Linked DNA regions of Mus musculus: all the other regions are linked to region 2. The links are chromatin contacts, called in public Hi-C, HiChIP or PLAC-seq and promoter capture Hi-C maps. All regions are on one chromosome and are shown on one strand. The core of a region is the stretch at or near the end of the contact, and the rest is flanking DNA. Distances in the headings are between cores, read along the strand shown.

The links. HiChIP or PLAC-seq counts read pairs in DNA pulled down with a chosen protein or histone mark. A called contact is a pair of places that touch in the nucleus more often than the background predicts. Capture Hi-C pulls out chosen DNA fragments and counts their contacts.
Region 1: a contact with region 2 is called in a CTCF HiChIP or PLAC-seq map of CD8 T cells, with 5 read pairs. The contact joins the enhancer-like site here to the promoter of Nfx1 in region 2. A contact is called at or near these places in 1 of 15 datasets of contacts at CTCF or cohesin (CD8 T cells), 2 of 115 datasets of contacts at active chromatin or transcription factors (both in embryonic stem cells) and 1 of 9 other capture datasets (adipose tissue).
Region 3: a promoter capture Hi-C map of pancreatic islet shows a contact between it and region 2. The contact joins the promoter of Aptx here to the promoter of Nfx1 in region 2. A contact is called at or near these places in 2 of 39 promoter capture datasets (the HPC-7 cell line and neural stem cells), 4 of 484 Hi-C or Micro-C datasets (CD4 T cells, embryonic stem cells, granulocyte-monocyte progenitors and 1 more), 14 of 115 datasets of contacts at active chromatin or transcription factors (the HPC-7 cell line, the SCID.adh cell line, bone marrow-derived macrophages and 9 more) and 3 of 9 other capture datasets (adipose tissue, liver and pancreatic islet).
Region 4: a Hi-C map of CD8 T cells shows a contact between it and region 2, with 4 times the contacts expected there. The contact joins the promoter of Nudt2 here to the promoter of Nfx1 in region 2. A contact is called at or near these places in 3 of 39 promoter capture datasets (cranial neural crest, liver and pre-B cells), 2 of 484 Hi-C or Micro-C datasets (CD8 T cells and pre-B cells) and 2 of 115 datasets of contacts at active chromatin or transcription factors (bone marrow-derived macrophages and double positive thymocytes).

Annotation. Positions count from the first base shown.
Region 1 is chr4:41,239,171-41,244,409 of GRCm38.p6, reverse strand. The region is part of intron 2 of Ubap2 (ubiquitin-associated protein 2); the gene reads left to right. Among named protein-coding and RNA genes, the nearest start is that of Gm24837, 30 kb to the right of the region's middle. Within about 2 kb of position 3,254, at least 17 of the 459 cell types and tissues checked have an H3K27ac peak or open chromatin away from gene starts, as enhancers often do. A contact at or near this core is called in CD8 T cells, where this site is marked.
Region 2 is chr4:40,969,055-40,974,359 of GRCm38.p6, reverse strand. Nfx1 (nuclear transcription factor, X-box binding 1) reads right to left here and starts at 3,417. Exons shown (of 24, transcript NM_023739.3): 1 at 3,301-3,417. The coding sequence starts at 3,325. Gm52692 (a long non-coding RNA gene) reads left to right here and starts at 4,201. Exons shown (of 2, transcript XR_003955193.1): 1 at 4,201-4,758.
Region 3 is chr4:40,701,832-40,706,498 of GRCm38.p6, reverse strand. It overlaps Aptx (aprataxin), which reads left to right and starts at 3,305. Exons shown (of 8, transcript NM_001025444.3): 1 at 3,305-3,362.
Region 4 is chr4:41,462,080-41,466,682 of GRCm38.p6, reverse strand. Nudt2 (nudix (nucleoside diphosphate linked moiety X)-type motif 2) reads right to left here and starts at 1,535. Exons shown (of 3, transcript NM_025539.2): 1 at 1,503-1,535. Kif24 (kinesin family member 24) reads left to right here and starts at 1,835. Exons shown (of 13, transcript NM_024241.2): 1 at 1,835-1,973.

The sequences.
Region 1 (5,239 bases), core at 2,005-4,504, 270 kb before region 2:
TTTTATAATTTTCAAATAAGGTTGTGTGTGTGTCTGTGTGTGTGTGTGTGTGTGTGTCTGTGTGTCTGTCGATATGCACATGTTGAGTGTAAGAACACAATCTTAGTGGATGCCCAATCCTTTGATTACAACTCAAGTTACAGATGGTTGTGAGCTGTCTGATGTGGTTGCTGAGACCTGAACTCTGGTCCTCTGAAAGGACAGCAAAGTGCTCTTTTCTTTCTTCCTAAGATTTATTTATATAAGCTTTGCTTGCATGTATGTAAGTGTACCATGTACAATTAATAGCTGCCGGGGCTAGAAGAGGGTGTCCAGTCCTCCGGACCTGGGCTTAGAGACGGTCATGAGGTATCATGTGGATGCTTGGGATCTGACTGAACCTGGTTTCTTTTTTGCAAGAGCAACAAGTGGTTTTTGTTTTTTTTTTTTTCTTTCAAGATTTATTTTATGTATATGAGTACACTGTAGGTGTCTTTAGACACACCAGAAGAGGACATATGATTTCACTATAGATGGTTGAGTCACCGTGTGGTTGCTGGGAGTTGACCTCAGGACCTCTGGAAGAGCAGCCAGTTCTCTTACCCACTGAGCCGTCTCTCCAGCCCGCAACAAGTGTTCTTCACCACTGAGTCTTCTCTCCAGTCCCCAGAAAATTATTTATTATCTGTCTTGTTTGTCTGTCTGTCTAATTTGAAGCTATCTATATTTATCTTATGAGCTGTAGACTAGTCTTGAACTCTGTGTAACAGAGGCTGGCCTTGAGTTCCTGGTCGCACTTCATCTACCTTCTCTTTGCTGGGATTATGGGCATGTACCACCATGCTCATTTCTGGTTTTGTATGGGGCTGGGGATCAAACCCAGGGCTTCTTGTGAGTTAAATAGAGAGATAGTAAACTATATTACCAGTCTTGTATTTATTTTTTGTGATGCTGTGTGTCAGTATATAACTCAGGCTGTCCTATTAACTCTCTGTCCAGATATGTTTGTGTAATAATATCACTATTAATTTTACACACTTAAATTGTTTCCTTTTCTCTATTTCTTCACTGTGAGACAATGAAGAGCTCACCTCCTTTAGCTCATGTCTATTTAATACTTGCTTGACTCTTTTCTCTTGGCCTGTTTTAGGGATGTTTGCATATATGAAACTCCTGCCTCTAGCTGTTTTAGTTTGTTCTTAAATAAAAACGTGCAAGCGCTGGGATTTGAACACTGCACTTTACTGATTGAGGCATCTCCCCAGCCCTGTACCTGGTCAGCTCTCATTTCTGTTGCTGCGTTTTCCTTTGAACTCCAGAGACTTGTCAGTTTGCCTGTCACTGATGTGGATTGTGCTTCCTTGGATCTGAGTCTTTGCACTCATAGATTCACCTCAGAAATGTGACACTTGAGTATTCAGTACCAGAAGTAGTTGAGGTCATTGAGACGGCCTAGCAGGTAGAGATGCTTGATGTTAAGCCCAAGGATCTGAATTTGATTATCCTAACCTGCGTGGTGGAAGAAGAGACCCAAATCTCACAAGTTGTCTTGACTTGTACCTGTGGGCTGTGGGATTCTGACACTTAGACAGACACACTTGTGCACACACAATGAACTAATGAGTGAAAGAAAAACACAACTGCCTTTCCCTTGCTTTCTTATCAAGGCTCTGTACTAATCCAGGTTCCTGTTGCTAAAACATTATTACATGTTAAAATTCCTGTGTGGGGGGCATGATTAATGTATTTTCTACTGTACCCAAAAAACGAATAGTTCAAGGTTGTGTCAGTTGGGTTGGACACAGTAGCGTAGAGTTGAGTTTCAGGGTCCTGTCTAGCAGTGAAATCTGTTTTGATTTTGTAATTTTTTGTTTGTTTGTTTGTTTGTTTTTCGAGACAGGGTTTCTCTGTGTAGCCCTGGCTGTCCTGGGACTCACTTTGTAGACCAGGCTGGCCTTGAACTCAGAAATCTGCCTGCCTCTGCCTCCCGAGTGCTGGGATTAAAGGCGTGAGCCACCACTGCCCCACCCTCTTCTCTTTTGACAGGATCTCTCTAGCTCTGCCTGTCCAGGAACTCACGCCTTAGATAAGACTAGGCTCAAACTCAGATCCACCTGCACCTGTGGAGTTAAAGGCTTGTATCATCAGCTTATTTTGATCTTAGGGAAAATGTTTTAGTGTCTTTCATCATTATGTATTACAATTGTCAATTTCTGTAGTTCCTTTTATCAGGATAAGGGTTTTCTCCTCCATGCTGAAATTGTTGAATAGTCTTTATAATAAAAAAAGGTTGGATTTTATAGACCAGGCTGTGGTGGTATATCCCAGCACTTAGGAGGCAGAGGCAGGCAGATCTCTGAGTTCAAGGACAGACTGGTCTACAGAGTGTGTTCCAGGGCAGCCACGACTATCTAGAGAGACCTTTTCTTTCTTTAAAAAAAAAGTTGAATTTGTCAAGTACATTCTGTGACTATGAGGATGCTTATAGGGTTTTGTTGCTGTTTTTATTGATAAAGTATCCTTTTTTTATGTGTTTTTTTTGTATTACTACAATCTGGTTTGCATAGAGTTGAAAAGTGTCCCATGTTGGTTTTGAGAGTTTGTGAAGAATTTGTTGTTGAAATAACTTCTCCCTCCCTCCCTCCCTCCCTCCCTCCCTCTGTCCGTCCGTAAGTCCGTCCGTAAGTCCGTCTGTCCATCCGTCCGTTCGTCTGTCCATCCATCCATCCATCCATCCATCCATCCATCCATCCATCTATCTATCTATCTATCTATCTATCTATCTATCTATCTATCTATCTATCTATCTGGCCCAGCGTGGTGGCGCATGCCTTTGATCCCAGCATTTGGGAGGCAGAGGCAGGCAGATTTCTGAGTTTGAGGCCAGCCTGATCTACAAAGTGAGCTCCATGACAGCCAGGGCTACACAGAGAAACCCTGTCTTGAAAAACCAAAAAAAAAAAAAAAAAAAAGAAAAAACAAACCCCCAAAACCAAAAAAATCTATCTAGATGGGGTCTTAAATCAGGCTGTAAGTGTAATTAGGGTTAAATCAGGCTTGCCTGGGACACACTGTGGCCCAGGTTGCCCTTAAACACATGAGATCCTCCTGCCTTAGCCTCATGAGTGCTACAGATCTAAACCACCAAGCTCCACTTTTCTGGGAAGTTTTGATGACTAGTTTAGTTACTTAATCTATTACGAGTCTCCCTTTATAGTAGTTGATGACCCCATTCCTCTTCTATTCATCTTTGTGGCTTTTTTTATGATTAAAGTGTGAACAGTTACAAGCTACAGTGTGGTTTGTAGGTCAAAGGACAACGTTTGGGTGTCTATTCCCTTGCTGAGGTAGGGTTTCTTTTGTTCCTGCTGTCAGCATATTGCAGGCTGGCTGGTCTTTGATCTTCTGGAACAATTCTCTAGTCACATCTTTTGGTAGACATGCTGAGGTTATAGATACATGCTCCTGCATCCTGACAACTTACATATATCTCTAAGGTGTCAGGTGTCACGGTTGTATGGTTAGAGCTTTTACTAGCCGAGCCCCCTCCTTGGCCCTAGTTTGTGTCTTTTTCAGTATTGTATTTTATCTAGGCTAATTTGGTGACACATACTTACTTGTTCTAGGTTTCCTTTCATAAACCCCGAATTTTCATTTTTGTCGTTTGTTTGAGGCAAGGTCTTACTTTGTGCTAGGATGTCTCTGAACTCACTTTCTCCCTCCCTCCCCTTCAGTAACGGGATGTTAGGGATGTATTAAGCTTTGCAGTCTCTCCAGTAACTGTGCCCCTTCTCTCTTACTCCTAATATTACTACTCTTGAATCTTGTGTCTTTGTAGCTGGGTATTTATTGACATCTCCTCAACTATGAGTCAACTCTTGAACAGGTAGCAAAGAAGCTAGCTCAAAAGAAGAGTGACCACCTACCTTGCTAAAGCCCTGGGTTCTGTCTCGAGGACCACCAAAAACCAAAGCAAAGTGACCCCCCCCCCCCGAAACTTAAAGACTCACGTTTTCCCCGTTTTCTTTTCTTTTTCCTCCTCCTCTTTTTGAGATGGGGGTTTCTCTGTATAGCTATGGCTGTCCTGGAAGTCTCTCAGTCGACCAGGCTCCCTTCACCCCCTTCCCCCCCTTTTAATATAGCATTTTAATCTTTAACACAGGTGATTTGGAACTCAGTACATAACCTGGGATGGATTTGAATTTGATCAGATCCATCTTCTCTGTCTCAGCAGTGCTGGGATTGAGTGTAAGTGACCACACCCAGCTGGGAGTTATGTTCTAATTTGTTGACATCCCTCTTTCTAATCTTCATTTATTTTAGTTCCTCTGTCTTCTGTTCCTTCTTTTCTATTTGCTTAGATGTATTAGTTTGCTGTTCTCTCTTTAATTTCTTAAGGTATAAACATAAATATTTTTTTCTTCTTTCTGGTTTTGTTTAGTTTGAGACAGGGCCTTTGTAGCTTGATTGGCTTCTGCCTCATGATCCTCCCTCCCTGACTCTTGAGTGATGAGCACTGCTGTGATGGCAGATACATGTTATTTTTAAAAGTAAAGTGTGTGTGTGTGTCTGTGTGTGTGTGTCTGTGTCTATCAGTGCATGAAGGCACAAAATGTAAGCTCAGGCACACACACACACACACACACACACACACACACACACACACACACACATGAAGACAAGCATGTCATGGTTGCATATGCTGCTTGGAGGGCAATTTTGTAGAGTTGTCCCCTCTTTTCACCTTTATATGTGTTCTGAGGATTGAACTACATCACCAGGCTCATTTAACCTGCTGAGCCATATTATGCCAGCCCATACGCCTTGGTAGAGACAGGGTCTCACTGTGTAGCCCTGACTAGTGTGGAACTCACTTTGTAGATCAAGCTGTTCTTATAAAGATCTGCCTACCTCTGCCTTCTAAGTCAGTGGTAGGATTATAAACTTTTGTTATGCTCATCTTTTTATGTTGGTTCTAAAATGTATCTCTATTTTATATGTATAGATGTTTTGCCTGCATTAATGTGTGTGCACCATGTGTGCCTATTACCTGCAGAGACCAGAAAAGGGTTTTGGGTCTTTTGAAACTGGAGTTATTTATAGGTGGTTGTTAGTTGTTATGTGGGTGTCGGGAACCGATCCCGGGTTTTCTGCAAGATCTGCCATTATTAATCCCTGCCACTATCATGCACTGATAGACACACACACAGACAGACAGACAGACAGACAGACAGACACTGTACTTTTAAAAATAACATGT
Region 2 (5,305 bases), core at 2,168-4,667:
GTGAGTCACCTGGTGTAGATGCTAAGAACCAAAATTGAGTTCTCTGGAAGAGCAGACAGTGCTCTTAGCAGCTGAGCATCTATCTCTCCAGCTTCATTAGCTCATTTAACCTTCACTCTGCTGATGAGAAAACTGGGTAGCTTGCCCAAGGCCACAGGTGCTCACTCCAAGGCAACTCCGAATTCTGCCTTAGGATATGGTAGAATGGCATGCAGCACTGGTGACTTGGTGCTTATATTCACACTGCACCCTGGCAGAGGCAAGGCAGCAGTACCATAGAAACATAGTGAAGAACTGGTGAGTTCACAAAGGCCATAGAGAAACCTCACACTCAATCCAGGCTTTGTGGCAAACACTTTCACACAGGCAGTGTTCTGAGGGTGGGGTGAAGAGCCTCACAAATGGCAAGAGGATTAGAGAAACTCAGAGTGGCAGAGGTATTCTGGGAAGATGAGATAAACTTACAAGTGGGAATGGGTAAAATGGTGCCAAGAGGTGCTGTACAGTTCTCTCCTGCTTGAAGCAAGGATGGAGAAGGGGGCTAGATAAAGGTCAGTAAAGCTGCCCAAAAGCCTGATAAAGGGCGTTTCATATTGAATAGCCATACATAGTTGTGCTTTTACTAGACCTAAGCCAAAACCCTCAGGAAACCCTTCAAGAGGGCTGGAGAGATGGCTGAACTCACTGGCTGCCCTTCCAGGGAAGCCACGGTCAATTTCCAGCACCCATTTGGCAGCTCACAAATGGCTCTAACTCCAGTTCCATGGGATTCAATACCCTCACACAGGTATAACAATGCACAGTGTAAAAAAAAAAAAATTTTTTTTTAAAAAGAAAGATCTATAAAGAGACTTGAGGAGGGGACTAGAGAGATGGCTCAATGGTTAAGAGCACTGACTGCTCTTCCGAAGGTCCTGAGTTCAAATCCCACAACCACATGGTGGCTCAAAACCATCCATAATGAGATCTGACGCCCTCTTCTGGTGTGTCTGAAGACAGCTACAAGTACTTAAATATAAATAAATCTTTAAAAGAGATTTGAGGAAAGGGACACATAAATCAGGAAGCTGTCCCATGGCCTAAGTGAGACACATTTCAGTATTTTAAGTAGTAGTTCCTCCATTAGTGAGATGTCCTCTAGCCAAGGTATCATTATAATACAAGTAAGGGGTACCAGATACCCAACAAAACACAGCAATGAGAGAGTAATCCAACCAGTTGGCGCTAGAAAGCCTGAAAATAAGGGGGAAATTTTCATCCTGGATCAGTTTAAAGACCTTACTTAGGGCAATGGATCACAGCCTGTGGGTTGTGAGGTCTTTGGGAGCATAGAACAACCCTTTCACAGGGGTCACATAAGACCACTGGAAAATACAGATATTTACATTATGATTCATAACAGCAGCAAAACTAGTTATGAGGCAACAACAAAACAATTTTATGGTTGGGGTCACCACAACCTGAGGAACTGTATTAAAGGGCTGCAGCATTAGGAAGGTTGAGAACCACTTTTGGAAGTGGATGAGCTAGAAATGATGTTAAAGTAAGAACAAAGACTATAGACCAAGGAGGCAGGGATTTCTTGAACACAGGGACTCAGCACATGCTTTGGGGCGTGTCGGTGGTAACCTAGAGCGCAGTCCCAGAGGCTAAAACTCCGAGTCACAGCTAGCCCTCACTCAGCTCTGCTTCAAATGTCCAAGGGTGTGGAAATAAGTCAGGGCGAGGAGGAGAAAACGAACAGATTCGGTTTAGAGGGCCAGTGAAGGCCTGGAGGGGAGTGACAACGTATCTGCCTAAGTTCTCCACTCTCCAAGAAGATTTTTACATTCAAGTCAAGACTGGGGCACACCAATGCAATGTGTTCTTGCACTCTTTAAACTGAGACAGGGAAAAGAACATGACCTGTACAGGCACATCCTAATAGTGGCCCATCAATCTGTCAGAAGTGCAATTGTAATTCAAGCCAATGTTGGACATTGCTGTGATTTTCAGGAAGAGCAGGCCATTATGTCAAATCTACACAGTGGGTTGTGACAAGTCGTCATCGTGGTCTTCTTCTTAATAGTAATGTTAAGAGTATGTTGTTGAGAGTAAAAGAAACCTCTGCTTCTCGGCCTCCAACCCCATCTTCCCAGACAGGATCTCACTATGTAACCCTGGATGGTCTGCAACTATGTAAACCAGGCTGGACTCCAACTCGAAAGATCCTCCTGTTTCGCCCTCCCGAGGGCTGGGATTAAAGATGTGCGCTACCATGTCTGATAGCACTGAAACATTTGGTTTACTTTAAAAACAAAAAAACTTTTCTTTTAATCTTGTGTTCCTGTTTTAGCAAGGGTGCTTTGGGGGGACAGGGACGGGATATATGCCACGTGTTTGCTGATGCCCTCCGTGGCCAGAAGAGGGCGTCAGATCGCACAGCTTTCCAGGTGGTTGTGCAAGCGAACGTGACTGCTCTGTTGAGGAGCTACTGTTCTTAAACACTTGAACTAGCGCCCCAGCTTCTCGGTTCACATTTACATTTAGGTAAATGTGTACTAATACCCCATGCAAAACGTTCCTTTTTTTTTTTTTTTTTTTTTTTTTTTTTTTTGCTGTCCACAAAATTTGAAAGCCCGGATTGACCAATACACCTTGAAGAAAATGGAAATAGCTTATACGAACAGTCAAATGAGGCTGTCTCTACCACAGGGGTAGCTCCAGGAGGGAGAGTGAGCCAACAATCAGGGAGAGAACAGGGAGGGTCTGGGAATTAGCTTACTACTCCAGGCTGACAGATGAGGTAACTGAGACTGGATCACGTCACGCACCTCAATATGGGATTTCACACCCCCTCAGGACTGGGCCCGCTGGCTGGCTGGCCCGCGCGCGCGGAACCCGCCACTCCGAGAGGTAAAGAACACACCCCTAGCACAGCGCGCAAACTCGCTGGCCTCCAGGGCCCGCTACGGAGAGTCGCCTACGCCCGGCCGGCCGGCCGTCCGCCCGCCCGCCCGCCCGCCGGACTCTGCTCCGCGCGGCCTCGGGAAGGCCGGAAGGAGCCCCGCGGGGGGCGCCAGAGGCCCACGTCCGCTCCCTTGGCGCCGGGACCCGCCCGCTCTCCTCGGAAACCCAGGGGCCGAGCCTCCCCATCCCGTGGAAGATGGAGGAGGGTTCCGTACGTGCAGCGCGCGTGGCTTGGCCCTCGCGAGCCACTGTCCCCGCGCAGCACGCACCCCACTTGCCACCGCAATGGCCCGCACCCTTCGGACTAGACTGCTAGACCCTAGGGGTCCCGCGCGGGAAACGGGACAGTACCTGAGACCGGAGGCGCCTCCGCCATCCCGTGCCGCAGCACCTCAAGCGAGCCCCGCCACCGAGCGAAGGCTGTCACCTGGTCACGTGTCCCGGATTTCCGGCGCCGAGAGACTAGTCGCTCCTACGCGCCCGGGGACAGCCAAGGGGGTGGTGCTACCTGAGCACACAGTGAAATGGCGCATTTGGGACGTCAGACAAATGCGCCGGCCCGGGTGCAAGCGGGGTTTGCGGGGGGGACACGAGTGGCTGGAGGAGACCCACCCGGACCGCAGGATCTACTGCCCCCAACTTGCGTAATTGCTTTTCGAGAGCTGCTGGGTTCTCCAGCTGCTACGCCTTTTTGTCAAGTCCTGCCATCCGCCCGGCTTCAAATGACCTTCAGCTAAGAGGCGGCCTGGAGCGGCTCACGCAGGCGACGAGGGGGGGGGGGGCGCTGTAGTAATCAAAGGGCATTGTGGAGGAAAAGACTGCAAAACAATAAAAGGTTACCTGCCAAGGGTTAGGTAGCCCACGACTTCAGGACCTGGGAGGCTGGATCGGGGGTGGGATGGGAGTGGGATGTAGTGAGTTCCAGGTCCTGGGCTACCTATCCCTGTCTGTGTAAAACGAAACACAGTATCTAAAGGACTAATAGCAAATGAGCCACAAACCGGTAGGCAAGTAACAAATACAAATGAACACCAACTGAGGTAGACAGTTTGAAGTTACTGTGTTTTTTTTTTTTTTGGAGGGGGGGGGAGAGTGGGGAAAGGGTGTCCTGATGTAGCCCCTGTTGGTATTCAGGCATTCTGCTGGCCTGCCCCCAGGACCCTAGCAACCACTTAGACCTGCCTCCACCGTGTGTGATAGGTGTGTGCTGCGTCTAAAGAGACGCCCCCAAGCGTCCCCCCCCTCCCCCCCCCCGCCACCCAGCAGCTGTCTATTGTCAGCGTCCGGTCCCCTTCTCTCTGCCCCATGGCTTTGCTCCTGTCTGTCTGACTGGCTCCATGCCTACTTGTCTGCCTCTATTCCTTTCCTAGGCCCTCACTCCTCTTCTCCCAATAAACCACTTTTACTTCAGGTCTTGTTTGCATGACGTAATTTCTCAAGGTTGTACCTTGGCACGGGCCTTGCAGTAGGATCTTCTCTGTCTCAGCCTCTTTTATAGTAAAATATAATCTTCCAAGGTGAGGTGTGGTGACTTAGACTTTAATTCCAGCACTCTGGCAGCAGAGACAGTAGTTCTCTGTGAGTCTGAGGCTAGTCTGATCTACATAGTGAGTTCCAGGCTAGCCAGAGCAACAGTACAACACTGTCTCAAACATTCTCCACGATGTGACCATTTTGGTTACAGGGCTTCTGCACTTCTTTCTAATATCTACAGACTAAGAAGCCTTCGACTGGGTGGCTTAGCCTGCCCCTAACCGAGCACATTTAGGAATCCTTCAGGAATTATATTTGAAAATCGGCCTCAGAAAGGTGAGACACGAAACCGTTGTATTTGTACTACCTGCAGTAGTGAGATGATGATGATGAGAGAGACAAGAGGAGGGAGTGGAGGGGAGAGAACAGACGTTTGTGGGCAAGTTGCAGAGTCAATTGGCATCTTTGGAATTTAGTAGGCTACACACTACTTATTTTCAAATGACATCGTACTCCAGAACCTCGGAGCACAGCAAAGGCCAATGTATAATGTTTAACAAAGTCAAATGAAGATAGCAATTTATCATTAACGCCAAAGTTAACCAGCCTAAAAACCCAAATGATCATTATCTCTGACCAGAAGTTCCTGATGGAACAGAGCCCTGGCTTAGTTCTCAGCAGCAGACACCTCCATGGTCATCACACAACTTGGGAAAGTTGGTTCTCTCCTTTTACCTATGGGTCTGAGGGATCTGACTCAGGTCAACAGCCTAGCAGGAAGGGCTATTACCTGCTGACTCCTTGTCAGCCTTCTGGTTGAACATTACTTAATAGCCTTATGGATTTCTTCTTTTAGACTTCTCATTTTATATCTGTTGTCTAT
Region 3 (4,667 bases), core at 2,056-4,555, 270 kb after region 2:
ACCATCCCTAACCATCAGGGAACTGTAAATCAAGACCATTGTGGGTGGCTGCTTTCAACAACAAAAACAGCTACAAATAACAAGTGCTGGCAAGCACACAGAGAAGCTGTGTCTGGGCACTGTTAGAGGAATGTCAGACCATGCAGCTGCCATGGAAAAGCATTATGGAAGCTTTCAAAGTATTAAAAATAAAATGACCAGGACTGGGAGATGGCTCAGTTGGTGAAGTGTTTGTTCCAGAGGCCCCAGCACCTAAGTTTAGATCTCCAGCACCCATGTAAAGAGACCAGTGTAGTAGCTTGTGCCTATAATCCCAGTGCTGCGGAGGCAGGAGGATGATTCTGGAGCTCATGGGCCAATTTAACCTAACTGGTGAGCTCCAGGCTCAGTGAGAGACGCCATCTTAAAATTAAGGTGGATGCCTGGCATGGTCACTGTCCTCTATTTACAGCAGAGGCAGGTGGATCTCTGTGAGTTCGAGGCCAGCCTGGTCTACAGAGTGAGTTCCAGGACAGCCAGGGCTACACAGAGGAATCCTGTCTCAGAAAACAAAAACAAAAACAAAAACGAAACAAAACAGAACAAAACAAAAATTAAGGTGGAGAATGAAAAAGATAGTTGATATTCTCTTCTGGCCTACACATGCACTTGCACACACACACACACACACACTATCTATCTATCTATCTATCTATCTATCTCAACAATTCTGCTTTCCACAGTATCTGAAGACAGATCTTGATGTTTTGAACATCCATGTTCATAAATATAGCATTATTCCCAATAGTCAAAAGACAGGAACAACCCAAAAGTCCATCACAGCACTTGGGAAACTGAAGAAAATTGGGCATGGTGGTGCTTGCCTTTAACCCCAGTACGCAAGAGGCAGAATTTACTTTGTGAGTTCAAGGCCAGTTTGGTCTACTTAAAAAGTTTCTGGACAGCCAGAGCTATATAGTGAGGCCCTGTCAACAACAACAACAACAACAATAACAGCCCAAAGCAAGAGGATCAGGAATTTAAGGCGATCTTTTAAGGTCAGCCTTGACCCTGTCTTTAAGAATTGGGAGAAAGCCGGGCGTGGTGGCGCAAGCCTTTAATTCCAGCACTCAGGAGGCAGAGGCAGGTGGATTTCTGAGTTTGAGGCCAGCCTGATCTACAAAGTGAGTTCCAGGACAGCCAGGGCTATACAGAGAAACCCTGTCTCGAAAAACAAAACAAAACAAAGCAAACAAACAAACAAAAGAAATGGGGGGGGGAAGACAAACAAGAAAGAATAATAGGGGGTTGGAGAGATGGATCAGTAGGAACACTGGCTACTCCTCCCACCTCACAGTCTCTTATAACTTCAGTCCCAGGGATCTGCTTTCTTCTGACCTCCTCAGGCACCAGGTACACACATGGTGTACAGACATACATGCACGAAAAACACTCACACACATTAAAAATCAATAAATTAAAAAAGAATATGGGCTGGAGAGATGGTTCAGTGGTTAAGAGCACTGACTGCTGCTCTTCCAGAGGTCCTGAGTTCAATTCCAGCAACCACATGGTGGCTCACAACCATCTGTAGATGGGATCTGATGCCCTCTTCTTGTGTATCTGAGGACCGTGACAGTGTATTCATATAAATAAAATAAATCTTAAAAAGTATTAAAAAAATAAAAACCCAAAGAAAAACATTAGCCTTAAAAAGGATCTTTTGACTTGTGCCACATTGTAGATGAAACTTGACACCTAGCTAAGTGAAAGAAAATGATTACAAAAACCAACACTACATGATTTCACTTAAATGGTATTTCCAGATTGGTTAAACCCATGGAAGCTAAGAGCAGAATAGTGGGGCTTTAGGGTGACAAAAATTAGTAGTTGTTTGATTCATAGAGAAACTGAAAAAATTTTGGTGCGTAGTCCCCTAGCAATGTGAACCCCAGTGAATGTCTTAAGTGCCTGCCACGCCCTTGACCGTGCATTGTTCCAAACAACCTTGCTTTTCTGGTCAGTGCACTGCAGACAATGGAATAGACCTAATACAGTGGCTAGGAAAACTCTGCTCAATTCTGCACAAATGACCCAGTTTAATTTTTAGCTGTACGAGACACAATGGAGACTGCGTAGAAGTCTTGGCTAAGAGGCCTAATCCTGAGGGAAAACGCAAACTGTCGGGTCACCAGATCTGCCTTGATGTCTTAGGCAGTTATGGACCACGTTCTCAGCCTTGAGGTTTGTACAGCTTGAGATTCCTCCTCCCTTCCTGCTCTGATCCTAACATACACCCGCATCTTCTTTGTCAACAAAAGCACGGCTTTCCCTTGCTCTCAGGGACATCCTCCCATCCTGTCTTGTCATCTCCATCAGACAGTGGAGCCTGCTTTTTCAAGAAAACAATAGTAACCCATTTGATCAAGAAACAAAAGAGCTCTTAGCTGAGAGTGGGGACGAAGACCTGTCATCCCAGTATTTCAGAGGTAGACGCAGGGGATCTTGAGTTTGTGATTAGTCTAGGGCACAGTGAAACCTTGTCTAAACAACCCCCCCACCCCCAAAAAAGGGGGCCTCCGTAAGGTTCAGTTTCGACTGCGTTTCAGATTCTACACTCTGATTTTACTCACGAGATAGGAATTCTTTCATCTGCCAAGAAGTCTTTAGTGATTTACAATACAAGACTTTCAGGGAACGTCCTGGAATTGCTATAAAAATCAGTACACATATGTCATCCCAACCTCCTGCTGATTGCCCTCAGTTCATTTAGAGAAGACATCATAAAAAAAAAATCTTAGCAGGGTTCCTCTGTCTCTCTCTTCAGTCTTTTTTCTCCTTATAGAGAGAAAGAAAAGTGTAATTTTAACGTGGGTGGTAAGGCACTCCAGCCTGTAGTTTAAACGATGGCTTCAAAGCTGTGTTTGGTAGCTCACATCTGCAATCCCAGCACTGGGGGAATCTAAGGAGATTCTCGCGAGTTCAAGACCAATTTGGGCTACAGAACGAATTTCTCTCACTACCTCCAACCTCGTTCTTTCCCTTTCAAAGATGGCTTTAACTTATAGCAAGCTTCCTGAGGAGGAAGTGCTAAAAGGCGACATGGCTGCGTAGATGAGCCACAGAAGACTGCTGTCTGAAATCTCTCCGGATTCAGACAACCGGGAGGCTGCGAGCAAAGGAGCTATCCTCACGGGGGACAACTAGCGGCTAGCGCCACTGTTCTACCTGGGTATCGGGCGAGAAAACGTTCCAGCCAATTCTCGAAAAGATACTGGAATCATCACCGGTTGCTAGGCAGCCGTTTGTGACGTCATCTCTCAGCACCGGAAGCGGCGAGGCGCAGTAGAGCAGCGTGAAGTTTGTGGGTGTCCACAGTCGAGGTAAGTTAATGGTCCGCCTGCCTTCGTAGTTTGCTGGGTTAGAAGCGGGCAGGGGCATTTGGCCCGGGCTGCTAACTCGGAGCGGTGACCTTGAGGGTGGAGTTCGAGGTTTCTTTCTTCTGGGCGGATTAGGCTCCACCCCTTGGTCTTGCTCAGGTGGGCGTGTTTCAGAGTTTTGTTTCCGCCGCATTGTTCCGGCCTCCCACCCTCCCCGCCCCCCATCCCCACCCGGCTCCTGTACCTAGTTGGCTGCCAGATCAGCATGAAAAGATTTAGAGATAAGAGTGGACAAAGTCCATGCAGCGGGGCTGTTCAGCCTGACAGGAAAGTGTTTCTGCCAGAAACGCCTTCCAAGAGTAACTCGAGGTGCACTAGCAGTGTCCCCAGCGGGCCTTAAGAATGCCGGAAGCAGTGTAAGGTCTTTCTCTTTACAATGCAGAGATTCAACAAAGCAGGGGTTTTTGAAATGACACCAATTTGGAATTGCTGGGTAATTACTTTTGAGAAATCGACATATATTGGGGATTTCGTAAGAGGCCCTTCCTCCCCACTTAATTTTAGAGGTCTCCTGTAGCCCAGCTGGCCTCCTCAAATTTCTGATCCTCTTGTCCCTACCTCCCAGTGATGGGATACAGGCGTTTGCCACTGGGCTTGGACAATTTTTTTTCTTCTTCAAGATGGGTAACAGTATGTAGGGTAGTCTAACCTCAAACTTCTGGATATCCTGTATTAGCCAGGAGCCATGCTGCATTCTTGAAAGATGGTATGTGCAGGTAAAGGTGCCTGCATGTATGTCTGGGGAGGGAAGAGTGAGGATGTTGGCCAGTGGAGCCAGTCTGTGAAATACTTAGCCTAATTCCTCTGAGAAATTAGAAGCTGAGAGTCTTAAGTTCAAGTCTGTGTTGGACATTAGTCCACACTCACTTGTGCTTATGCAACTTTAAGTTTAATTGGAAATTCAGTTCCTTACTTGTGTTAATGGCCCTTCAAAAGCTCAGTTATCAGTGTGGCTTGAAGGTTTACTACATTTCCATTGTTGAAGAAAATTCTTGTGCTAACAGCGCTTCAAGATAGATTTCTGGCCTCATGTCACTTGCCCTGTCATTTGGGTTTCCTAACGTCATTGTTTGTATATGCTAGGCCCAGGGCGTGGCACTAATAGGAACTGTGGCCTTGTTGGAGTAGGTGTGTCACTGTGGGTGTGGACTTTAAGACCCTTGTCCTAGTTGCATGGAAGCCAGTCTTCTCCTAGCTGCCTTCAGAACAAGAGGTGGAACTCTCAGCTCCTCCAGCCCTATGTCTGCC
Region 4 (4,603 bases), core at 286-2,785, 490 kb before region 2:
TAAAGTGACTCTAACGTGTATTTCTCATTGTTGAGAGTTTAAAGTATGTGTAGACAGACATGAATACATGCCAGTCACTCTTATCTTGTATTATAATAGGCCACCTGAATGCTTCTCTGTATTATACTGGCAGTCAACTCTTTCTAATAGTTGAATCAAGAATTTCCCCACCTCTGTGTCATAGTCCTGTCTCTCCTGGAACTCAGAGATCCTCCAGCCTCTGTTAGGAATAAAGACATGCACTATCATTTTTATATTTTTCAGGAAACAGCTGATAAACAGTGTTCACACTAAGTATTAGTAATTTTTAAAGATCAACAAGATTAATTCCCTTTAATATATTGTCAATTTTCTCTTTTGAATACTGTATTTCCTTATTAGTAAGAATTACATTTATTCTTTAACTGATTAGTGATTTACTTTTGTTTATGTCTTGTGTGTCTGCCAGTTGTGTGTGGTATGTGGGTGCCTGAAGAGTCCAGAAGAGGGCCATGGATGCCCTGGAGCAGGAGTTGGGAGGCTACTGTGAGCCACTTGGCATGGATGCTGGGAAATGAACTCAAATTTCTCTGGAAGAGAGGTTAAGGGCTCTTAACCACTGAACCATCTCTCCAGGCCCCCGAATCGCTCATTTTTGAGCTAAAAACGAGCACTCCATTAAAGTACATATGAAGCTGCACACATGCTGGCTACTGGATTTGTTCCTACTATGCTGGTGGTTCCTTTTTGACCTGAGAGGCTAGGCCTGGCCAAGCATTTTTTCCCAATAGTCTTTGCAACCCGTTGAAGCATTACTATTATTTTTCACAAAAGGAAAAAAAAAATAAAACTATGGTTCAGAAATATTTTTGAGTAGTTAATCAAATGCAGACACGTCCAATTTCTAACATCATTAAGCTTAATTGCCACTGGACATTAGAACATTTCTGCATTGGCAACTTGACTCTTCTCGATTTAAGCTGTTTCGCCTTTTTTTCTTAAGACGGGAATCTTGTGACTTTCTATCTCTGGGGGCTAAAGAGCACCTGTCACTCTTCCAAAAGATTGGGGTTCGGTTCCCCGGAACCTATACCAGGTGGCCCACACAACGTTTAACTCCAGCTCCTGGGATCCGACGCCTTCTGGATTCTGAGAGCATCTGCACGCACGTGGCGCGCATAGACAGACACAGACACACACACACACACACACAAGTAATAATTTTTACCAAACGTAAGATCTTTTGGAATGCAGGCAGGGTTTAATCGATAACTACAAAGCAAGCCTAGGGAGAAGATATGATTGGCCCGCTAAGTCCCAAAGGTGAATCTCTCTGCCTCTGGGATTCTTCCGACCCACGCCCTCACCACTGAACCTAGTCCTCTCTGGTGCACAGAGATAAACCGAGGTCCCGCGAGTGGATGGGGCCTGGCCTACACGCGCCTCACTGCCAGCTCCGTCCCCGCAGCAACAGGTCAGGAGCCCGCGACACTCCCCACGCCCCCCAGCCCCACAGCACTCACCCGTAGCCCAGAGGCAGGAGGCGGTCCTCGAACGGAGACGTAGCGCGCCAGCCAATCAGAAGAGCCCGGCTGCACTTCAGACGAGCCACAGAATTGGGCATCAGGCGCTTCCACCCGCCCCTGAGGCGTGGTTTTTTGGCTGGGACCGTCGCGAGATCTGCCTCAAGCTGAACCATTGGTGGAGAATGAACCGCCCCCTTCCCCTTCTGATTTCTGATTGGCCTTTTAGAGGAGAGGTGACAGGCTCTGTGAATGACCATTGGTCGGTGCTGCGGGACCGCGGGCGGGCGGGCGTCGGCGCGCGCGTTCGAACTGGCGCTTGTGGCGTTGCCATGGGGATGTGGCCTGGCGGACACCTAAGGCGGGTTGACCGGACGCTCTGCTAGCCCGGCCTTAGGGCTTTCTCCTCACCGCACTATTTCTTCGGTCCTCCCTGAAAACTGACTGAGGAGGAGCCGGGATTGCCCTGAGGTGAGAAACGGTGGCTTTAGCTTGAGCCCAGGCTCTGCGCCTGCGCGGGAGCGGGTGCTCCTGTCTGCGAGCGGCGCGAGCCGAGACCGGTATTTGCGGGGTAACTAGAACTTGGCTTCTCGGGTTCTTCGAGGGTTCTCGCGCTCTCTCACGTTTCATCTCCCTGTCTACCGCCTCTTCAGCAATTACCTCGACCACCACCAGCTTTGAGGCTTTTCTGAGTACCCCAAAGGCCTCTTGCCTTTGAGACACGCTCTTCAGAGCGCTTCGATTGGACTTTCGGTTGTTTTGTGAACTTCCGCAAACCTCATTCTCCTTTTTTCTCATATAATTTTGACCTCTGAGATAAGACAAGCCTTTCCACAGCGTCTTACGCATATTAGTTTTTTGTTTGTTTGTTTTGTTTTTTTAAGGAAATATTTGTTCAGTTGGCTTTCACTCACTACAAATAGATTCAGTTATCTTTCTGCCTTGTCCCATTCAAAGTCGATTTGGGGGCAGGTGGAAGAGAGAGGACACCCTAATCTCATATACAAGAGACAGAAAATTCAGCGTTGGCGTTCCCACGTTGGGGGCAGGAAGACCTGCTCAGTGTGGGTGGCAACATTCCCAAGGCAGGGAATTCTGAGCAGTAATAGAGTGGAGAAAGCAAGCTGACCGCTAGCATACATACATTACTTCATTATTTACTGCTTTTCTTTTTTTAAGTTTTTGTTTGTGTGGCTTTTGTTTGTTGGTTGGTTTTGAGACAAAGTTCTCAATCAGAGAGACGTGCTCTCTCCACATTGTAGTCTGGCCTACAAGTACCTCTTCTCAAACCCCTAAATGTATTTGCTTATAACAGGCCATTCTGTCCTTATATGCCCGAGGATTTCCTCTTGTTGTTTACTGACCACCAACTATCGTAACATTTTATCTGTGCTTTGGAAACTGAAATCAATTATTTGACTTTGAGTTTTTTTCACTTAACAGTGTGTGTGTATGTGTGTGTGTATATGTATATGTGTGTGTGTGTATGTATGTGTGTGTGTGAGCACTCAAGTGAAGGTCAGAGGACAACTTTGAGGAACTGGTTCTCATTTTCCATGTTTTTTAAGCAGCTTGTTTCTGCTGCTGCAGTGCATACTCCAGGATATTTCTATCTTACACACACACACACACACTTACTTCTCCCTAGGAGTGCTAGGGTTACACATGTGCAGTACCACATGTGACCTTTTATGTGGGTTCTAGGCATTGAATTTGAACCATTAGGCTTATTATAGGTTATGTGCATTTACCTACCAAGCCATTTCCTTGACCTTTATTTCAGGTGGTTGGTTGGTTGGTTGGTTGGTTTGTTTGTTTAATTTTATTTGTGTACTGGCTAGTTTTGTGTGTCAACTTGACACAGGCGCGAGTTATCACTGAGAAAGGAGCTTCAGTTGAGGAAATGCCTCCATGAGATCCAGCTGTACGGCATTTCCTGAATTGGTTATCAAGGGGGGAGGGCCCCTTGTGGGTGGTGCCATCTCTGGGCTGGCAGTCTTGGTTCTATAAGAGAGCAAGCTGAGCAAGCCAGGGGAAGCAAGCCAGTAAAGAACATCCCTCCATGGCCTCTGCATCAGCTCCTGCTTCCTGACCTGCTTGAGTTCTGGTCCTGACTTCCCTTGGTGATGTACAGCAGTGTGGAAAGTGTAAGCAAGCTGAATAAACCCTTCCCTCCCCAACTTGCTTCTTGGTCATGATGTTTTGTGCAGGAATAGAAACCCTGACTAAGACAATGTGTATGAATGTTTTGCCTGTATGTTTGTGTACCTTGTATGTGTGCAGTATGAAGGAAACCAAAAGAGGGTGTTGGATTCTCTACAGCTGTAGTTATAGACAGTTGTGAGACTCCATGTGGGTGCTGGGAGTAGAACCCTGGTCCTTTGAAAGAACAGCTAACGCTCTTAAGTGCTAAGCCATCTCTCCAGCTCCCATTTTTTTAAAAACTTTTTTTGGGGCTAGCATTTTAGACTGTAGTCCAGACTGTCCTGGAACATGCAATATCCTGTTTCAGCTTCTTGAGTGCTGCAATTATAAATATAAACCAACATACTCACTTTGAAAAAAATGTCTAAGCCTTTTATTACTTGTTTTGCTTGCTGTGTGTCTGTATGAACAGAGGGTGGCTTTTGGGGAGTAGGCCTTTCCTCCAGGCTTACTCAGGCTTGGCAGAAAGGGCCTTCATGGGTCAAGCCCTCTTGCCTGCCTTTAAAACATTTCTTTTCTTTGCATTTATATTCTACAGAGAGAATTCTGTGATCACTCTCTTCAGAAAATATTAACAATGCAGCCTCTGTCCATTCATCAGGTATCCAGAATCCTGTTGCATTTCCAAGACTATTTCATTATTGACTTACGGCCTATATAGTCACAGTGTTATTGCTGATTATTCTTTCTTATATGAAATTCATAGTTCAGAGACCTGCTCACTGTGGATGACACCATTTCCTAGACAGGCAATTCTGGACAGTATAAGAGTGGAGAAAGCAAGCTGACCACTAGTGTCTTAGTTAGGGTGTCACTGCTGTGAGCAGATACCATGACCAAGGCCACTCTTAAAAGCAAAACTCTTAATTGGGGCTGGCTTATAGGTTCAGAGATTC